2 separate regions of the Mus musculus genome follow, and region 1 is linked to region 2. Evidence: chromatin contacts called from public HiChIP or PLAC-seq data. All regions are on one chromosome and are shown on one strand. Each heading gives the region's core, a stretch centred on a gene start, on an enhancer-like site or on the middle of the called end of the contact. The rest is flanking DNA. Distances are from core to core; before and after follow the strand shown.

Region 1 (2,873 bases), core at 60-2,559, 170 kb before region 2:
GCTCCTGATACTGGAGTCTGAATGATTGGACCTCTGGCACCTGGAGGATGGATCATCACGACACCAGGACCTGGAGGCTTGGCCATCGGAGTAATCGAAGGTGCAGGCTGGGTCATCAAGGCAGCCTGTGGAGGTGGCTGGACCATCGGAGCTCCCGGAGCAGGCGGCTGGACCATCAGGACTCCCGGTGTCAGCTGCTGGGCCATCAGGACTCCTGGAGTTGGCTGCTGGGCTATCGGTGTCCCCGTAATGGGAACATGCGGCATTGGAGTTCCATGTGGTCCCCCATGGACCATCGGGGCTCCATGAGTGAGAGGATGCACCATCGGGTTCCCCGGTGGAGGATGGGTCATAGGGTTCCCAGGAGGAGGATGGTGACCCATCGGAGTCCCAGGAGGAGGTGGGTGGGTCATTGGGGTCCCAGGAGGAGGAGGAGGAGGAGGGGGAGGAGGAGGAGGAGGAGGGTGCGCCATCGAGGTCCCGGGAGGGTGTGTCATCGGGGTTCCTGGGGGAGGAGGATGAGCCAAAGGGGCCCCCGTGACAGAAGGATGTAGCATCAGGACTCCCGGAGTTGAAGACTGGGCCATGGGGGCTCCCGGAGGGGGCTGATGGACCATCAAGACTCCAGGAGTTGGAGGCTTGGCCATCCCCCCTCCGAGCGGTGGAGCCTGGACCATTGGGGCCCCTAGACCAGGAGGCTGGGCCAGCTGAGCCACTGGGGCAGGCAGCTGGCCCTCCGGAGCCTCCCAGGCAGGTTGAGGAGCCTGCCAAGCAGCCATGGGAGCCTGCAAGTCCACTGGAGGTGGATCCCAGGGGACAGGAGGAGCCCGGGAGGAAGCAGGCGGAGCCCGCATCAGAACCGTAGGGCGGCTATGGACTGCAGGCACTGGGGACTCCGGAGGGCTGGAATCCCCCAGATTCGTACTTAGCTGCGACATGTCCCTTGCTTGACTGGTGGTGGCCCGTCTCCGGTTGCTGCGCTTTTTCTTCCAGTGCTGAGCATGCCGACGTGGCTGTCCAGGATCCCCCTCCAGCTTGAAGGCTGAATAGGAAGCCGGTGCAGACTGGCGTGTTCCGCGGTTCTCTCCGCAGCTCTCAGCGAGCGCAGCTGGGCTCTCTCAGCAGCTCTCAGCAAGCACTACCTGGCTGGCACCGCAACTCTCAGCGAGCGCTGCCTGGCTAGCACCGCAGCTTTCAGCCAAGTGCTACTGCCTGGCTTGCTCCGCCACGCAGCTCACAGCTCTCAGCTCACAGCTCGCAGCGCAGCTCACACAGAGTGTCGGCTGGCTCTGCAGCTCTCCGCAGTAAGAAGGAGGGGGGAGGGGGCTCAATCCCGCCCCTTCCCCGCCCCCGACCACCACAAGTGGATTGTTCAGAGGGGCGTCTACCAAAGTCCCGACTGACTCAATATCCCTTCTCCTGCGGTATAGATCCTCAACTAAGCTAGTTCATACTCTTTAAGCAAGAGTTTATATAGGCAAGTGATAGGGACAGATTTACGGTTCAAAAAAAATCACTGTGCTGCATTATGAAGTGGGAATAAACCACTAGCAACATGGAACATGTCCAAAGGTGGGGGTAGTGGTGTGGTCTGAGCTCAGAAACGAAGTACATTGACGTAAGAGGGACTGGGGAGCTATTCGAGACAGCTATTACAATTTAACGAAGGTGTAGAAAAAAATGACTGTATTCAGGTATCTGTCTCGGGTGTGTGAATTTCCTGGAGTAGTTTATTCTGTCAAGTAACTGAAGGGCAGGAAGCACATGCAGGGTAAGGGGAGTTGATGAATATTTGCTAGGACATGAGTCAGTCAACCCAGGGATAACATAGGTGGTCTATTATAACTGTATTCATTACGAGGATCCGAGAATCAAGTTTGCCCATTCTTTATCAAAACATAGTAGTAGTAGTGGATACAATTGTTTAAAAGTGTGTTCAGAGGGGGGAAAATCTAAACTCATCTAGAAGAATACTGACTACATCGTAGAATCGGGTAGAGAAAAGACGAGCCAATTAGAGAGGAAAGAAAAGGAACCTTGGAAGTAAATTAACAGAAATTCACGGAGGCAGAAGTTTAAACGCGGGAAAATCAACTTCTAAAGTGGGTGAGATGAGACAATAGAGTGTGAAAGACATCCTGAAAATAACAATAATTAAAAAATGAAGCAATGTGCTGGAAATTAGTTCTAGAAAAATGGAGAGTATAAGAAAAGTTTTCTGGAAAATCAGCTAAAAAATGGACATATACCATGTTAACAAATAAAGAGGTACCCATCAAAATTACTGCATATTGGTATTCTTTCTCCCCAAAATTAAGTGGCAATCTCAGTTTAGGTCAAGTTTAGTGGTTTATAGACGGTAACTAGCATTATGATTCCTTTACAAGGAGTGGTTTGCAGCCTAGGGCAGTCGTCCAAGGTGAGGAAAGAAACCACTAGGGGGCAGAAGAGAATGTTGAAGGCTGTACCCAACTCTTAACATACCTTCAGCACATGCTCCTAAATAGTTTTGTTGTTGTTGTTCGTTTTTAACTGGTGGGCCATAAAGAAGAAATATGCCCCAGGATGACTGACCGTTTGTTAAATAATTATGGCAGAATTTGGGGCTCATATTTCAGAGACCATCCAGTCTTTGAAAGCATGTTACACCAGAGATTCATGACAATCTCTCACTTCTATGTACATGCAAAACAAGGTTGCCTTCTAAGCAGAAATGACTTTCCATAGAATGAACACTTCAATGTTGTCATGATTTTCAGTTTTATTCTTCACCTCAGGTTCATAGCCCCGATCTCTACAAGAATTGTGAAATCGGGGGAATACAATCCTTTGGGAAGAACCTAGAATAAACACAGAACCCCTTTGCTCTCTTT
Region 2 (2,806 bases), core at 40-2,539:
GAGTCAACTTAACCATTTCTTATACAGATGAGAGAACCAATGTTGTCCAGCTGTTTGACAAGGGTGGATAACGGGTGGCTAGAGGCAACAATTAATGTGTGGATCTGGGGGCTCTGTCTTGACTTGAGAAACAAGAACTAAGAAGTCACCATCTTCAAATCCTCAAATCAAAGGTTTGTTTTTATTGTAATGCAGATAGAATATATGTCAGAAGGTTAAGACATTAAGTAATTCTTGTGTAACTTAAGTATAAAAGACAATCTGTGTTCCTTCTTCCCACTACCTACACGGGACTTGCAGGGACACACCCATAAACACAGTTTCCATTTTCCCTGGTATTTAATTTTTAAGGGATGCATAAAACTTGAATAATAGCTGGTGCTAGGGAGAGCTGCTGGGGAACCAAAAGAACAGTATTAGAACTAGATAGGATGGAAAGGATACATTACTTATAGAAAGAAAATTTGCTCTGAAGATGGAGGGCAAGTTGGTCAGGCAAGGATATGGGGTGAGGAACAACTGTATATATGGCAACAGGCTAGGAGATAACAAGAATCCGCTGAATTTGCAATATAGCAGGGAACCATACGTAGGATACTAGACAGGTGAGAGGATACAGGTAAGGAGGAGATGGGGATGTATCTCCCAGAAGAATTGCTTGTTATATTGCAGAATTTTGTAATTTATTTATCATTACATTTATTCCCTATTATGCTCTCTAAACCAAGATGTCTGTTTTCAAGAAAAGCCCAGAAGGCTCTTTTCAGGGTTATTTCCTCAAAGGCTGGATTTAGGAAGGGTGCAAGTTGCATGGAAATGACTGCTGGGCACTTAGGCTAACAGGCTTCGTCTACCTTTCTTCTGTCTACATTTCTTTCCCTTTTGCCATTTACGAGGACTCCATCCTACCAGGCAAATAAGTTCATGTTAGGTTTTTTTTTTTTTTTTTTTTTTTTTTTTTTTTCCCAAACTATTTTTTTCAGGCTTAGCTAAACTTTCTAGATCAAGTAGTTCAGAATGACAGTTCACATTGCCACCTAGTGTCCACTAGATGGAAGCCGCGAACAGCCTGCCGGGAAGCTGCAGATGGGCAGGGTCTGCAGCTGCGCAGAGAATGAAATGGAGGGTCTAACACAGACAAGGCCAACCACTTCACCAGATGAAAGCCTTTTCAGAGGTAAGGTTTTCAGGTCGCTGGACTGCGCCGATGGGTGATGGGCATTCAGTGTTTGCAGAGGGATTCGATATAAAAGCATAAGTGGAAAGTCACTGTGTTGTGGGAGTCTTCCCTGCATTCTTAGCATAGGTACAGATTGTCTGGTGTCTCTGCATCTTGCTTTGTACTATGCAATGTATTCAAAACGACTTCGTGATTTTTACCTTGTACCTCAAATCATAACGTGTAATTTTACTTTTATTTTCTTTCATATGTCCCCTTACATTCCTTATCAACGTATCCTGAAGTTAAGTATGGTTTTTATTTGCCAATTATTCATAAGGAATTTTAGCAAACAAAGGGAATTGCCATATATTTGTATATTTTTATTTAATCATTGCTAAAGAATTAATATCTGGCCATTTTCAAAGGTACATTTCTGCATGTCCAAAAGCAAAAATCTGTTGGAGATTTGGTGTTTATCTCATTATTTTTGCATATTTCTTTTATCAAATTATCAAACTAATAGTATTCCTATAAAAACTAGATTATATTTGTTTACTTTGATTTCTAAAATATGTTATTTAAATTAAATTATTCCTTGAGGAGTTAATTTGTGTATACAATGTATTTAGAATATGTTCATCCCCAAACTCCCCAAGCTCCTCCCTGCCCCCACTGTGCCCTTCTCAACTCTCCTCCTGCCCCCAAATAAAGTACTGAATCCAGTTAGTGTTCCTTGATGTACATTCTTGAGCCATGCAAGCTACCCCTAAACACAACCCTGAAGAAAACTTACATTCATTTACCTAGTAGCCATCAGTGGTCAGGCTGAGAGTCAAACAGCACACAATCTTTCTCATATGTGGGTTGTAGCCTTGACTTTTTAGATTTGTGTGTTTGGCTTAGAGTTCTGGCAGAAACCAGGAAATGGGGCTATTGGGGTGGGGCGGGTTAAGAGAAGGGGGATACCAGAACACAGGTGTTCTTTTTACTTTTTTTGTGCAATTTTATAACTGTCCTTATGAACATGCCTTAATTATACTTAATTAGATCTTTTCTTTGAGTTTATAGAACATGAATAGTCTACCTCATTTTATTTAATTATACATAGCATCTTTATCAGTGAGAAATTTGACTTCATTGATTTGAGAAATCAACACAAACATTTGATGCAGAGTGGTTACAAAATCAGACGCCCATACTGAGGAAGCAATATTTCTAATAATTAGCAGTATTCTCAGATAATTCTCTTCTCATTTGGGGATGGAATGTCCAGTTATTTTTAAGCTACTTGGGTCATATCCCTTTCCCCACTACTTTCAGAAATCAGGGTTTTTTACAAATATCCAAAAAAGAGTTATTCTGTTTTGTTCAAATTACTCCTTAGGGAAACCCAACCTACTGTTTAATTTATACAGAATGTAGGATTAATCTTTATATTATAAAATTGTATAAAATTTCAAGACAAAACCATAAAAATATTTTAGTGAATTATAAAAATTATCTTCATCTCACCTATGAAACCTTCCCATGACTCAAGTGACTTTGTAGTTATTAATAATTTTATTAGTTCCTACATGTGCTCCTTCACATCACTCTTTTTCCCAGTGTTACATAAATGAGGTTTTGATTTTTCAATCTCATCTT

What was found. HiChIP or PLAC-seq counts read pairs in DNA pulled down with a chosen protein or histone mark.
Region 1: an H3K4me3 HiChIP or PLAC-seq map of forebrain shows a contact between it and region 2, with 7 times the contacts expected there. The contact joins the promoter of Magel2 here to the enhancer-like site in region 2. A contact is called at or near these places in 20 of 39 promoter capture datasets (the 3T3-L1 cell line, the C10 cell line, the HPC-7 cell line and 11 more), 5 of 15 datasets of contacts at CTCF or cohesin (the NIH/3T3 cell line, embryonic stem cells, pro-B cells and 1 more), 130 of 484 Hi-C or Micro-C datasets (3T3-L1-derived adipocytes, the AML12 cell line, the AtT-20 cell line and 61 more), 24 of 115 datasets of contacts at active chromatin or transcription factors (PVALB interneurons, astrocytes, a beta-TC-6 cell line and 15 more) and 4 of 9 other capture datasets (adipose tissue, embryonic stem cells, embryonic tail and 1 more).

Annotation. Positions count from the first base shown.
Region 1 is chr7:62,375,415-62,378,287 of GRCm38.p6, reverse strand. It overlaps Magel2 (melanoma antigen, family L, 2), which reads right to left and starts at 1,309. Exons shown (of 1, transcript NM_013779.2): 1 at 1-1,309. The coding sequence starts at 938. The region is part of intron 1 of Gm32061 (predicted gene, 32061); the gene reads left to right.
Region 2 is chr7:62,207,819-62,210,624 of GRCm38.p6, reverse strand. No RefSeq gene overlaps it. Among named protein-coding and RNA genes, the nearest start is that of Gm42395, 100 kb to the left of the region's middle. Within about 2 kb of position 1,289, at least 23 of the 459 cell types and tissues checked have an H3K27ac peak or open chromatin away from gene starts, as enhancers often do. A contact at or near this core is called in PVALB interneurons, cerebral cortex, cortical neurons and 6 more, where this site is marked.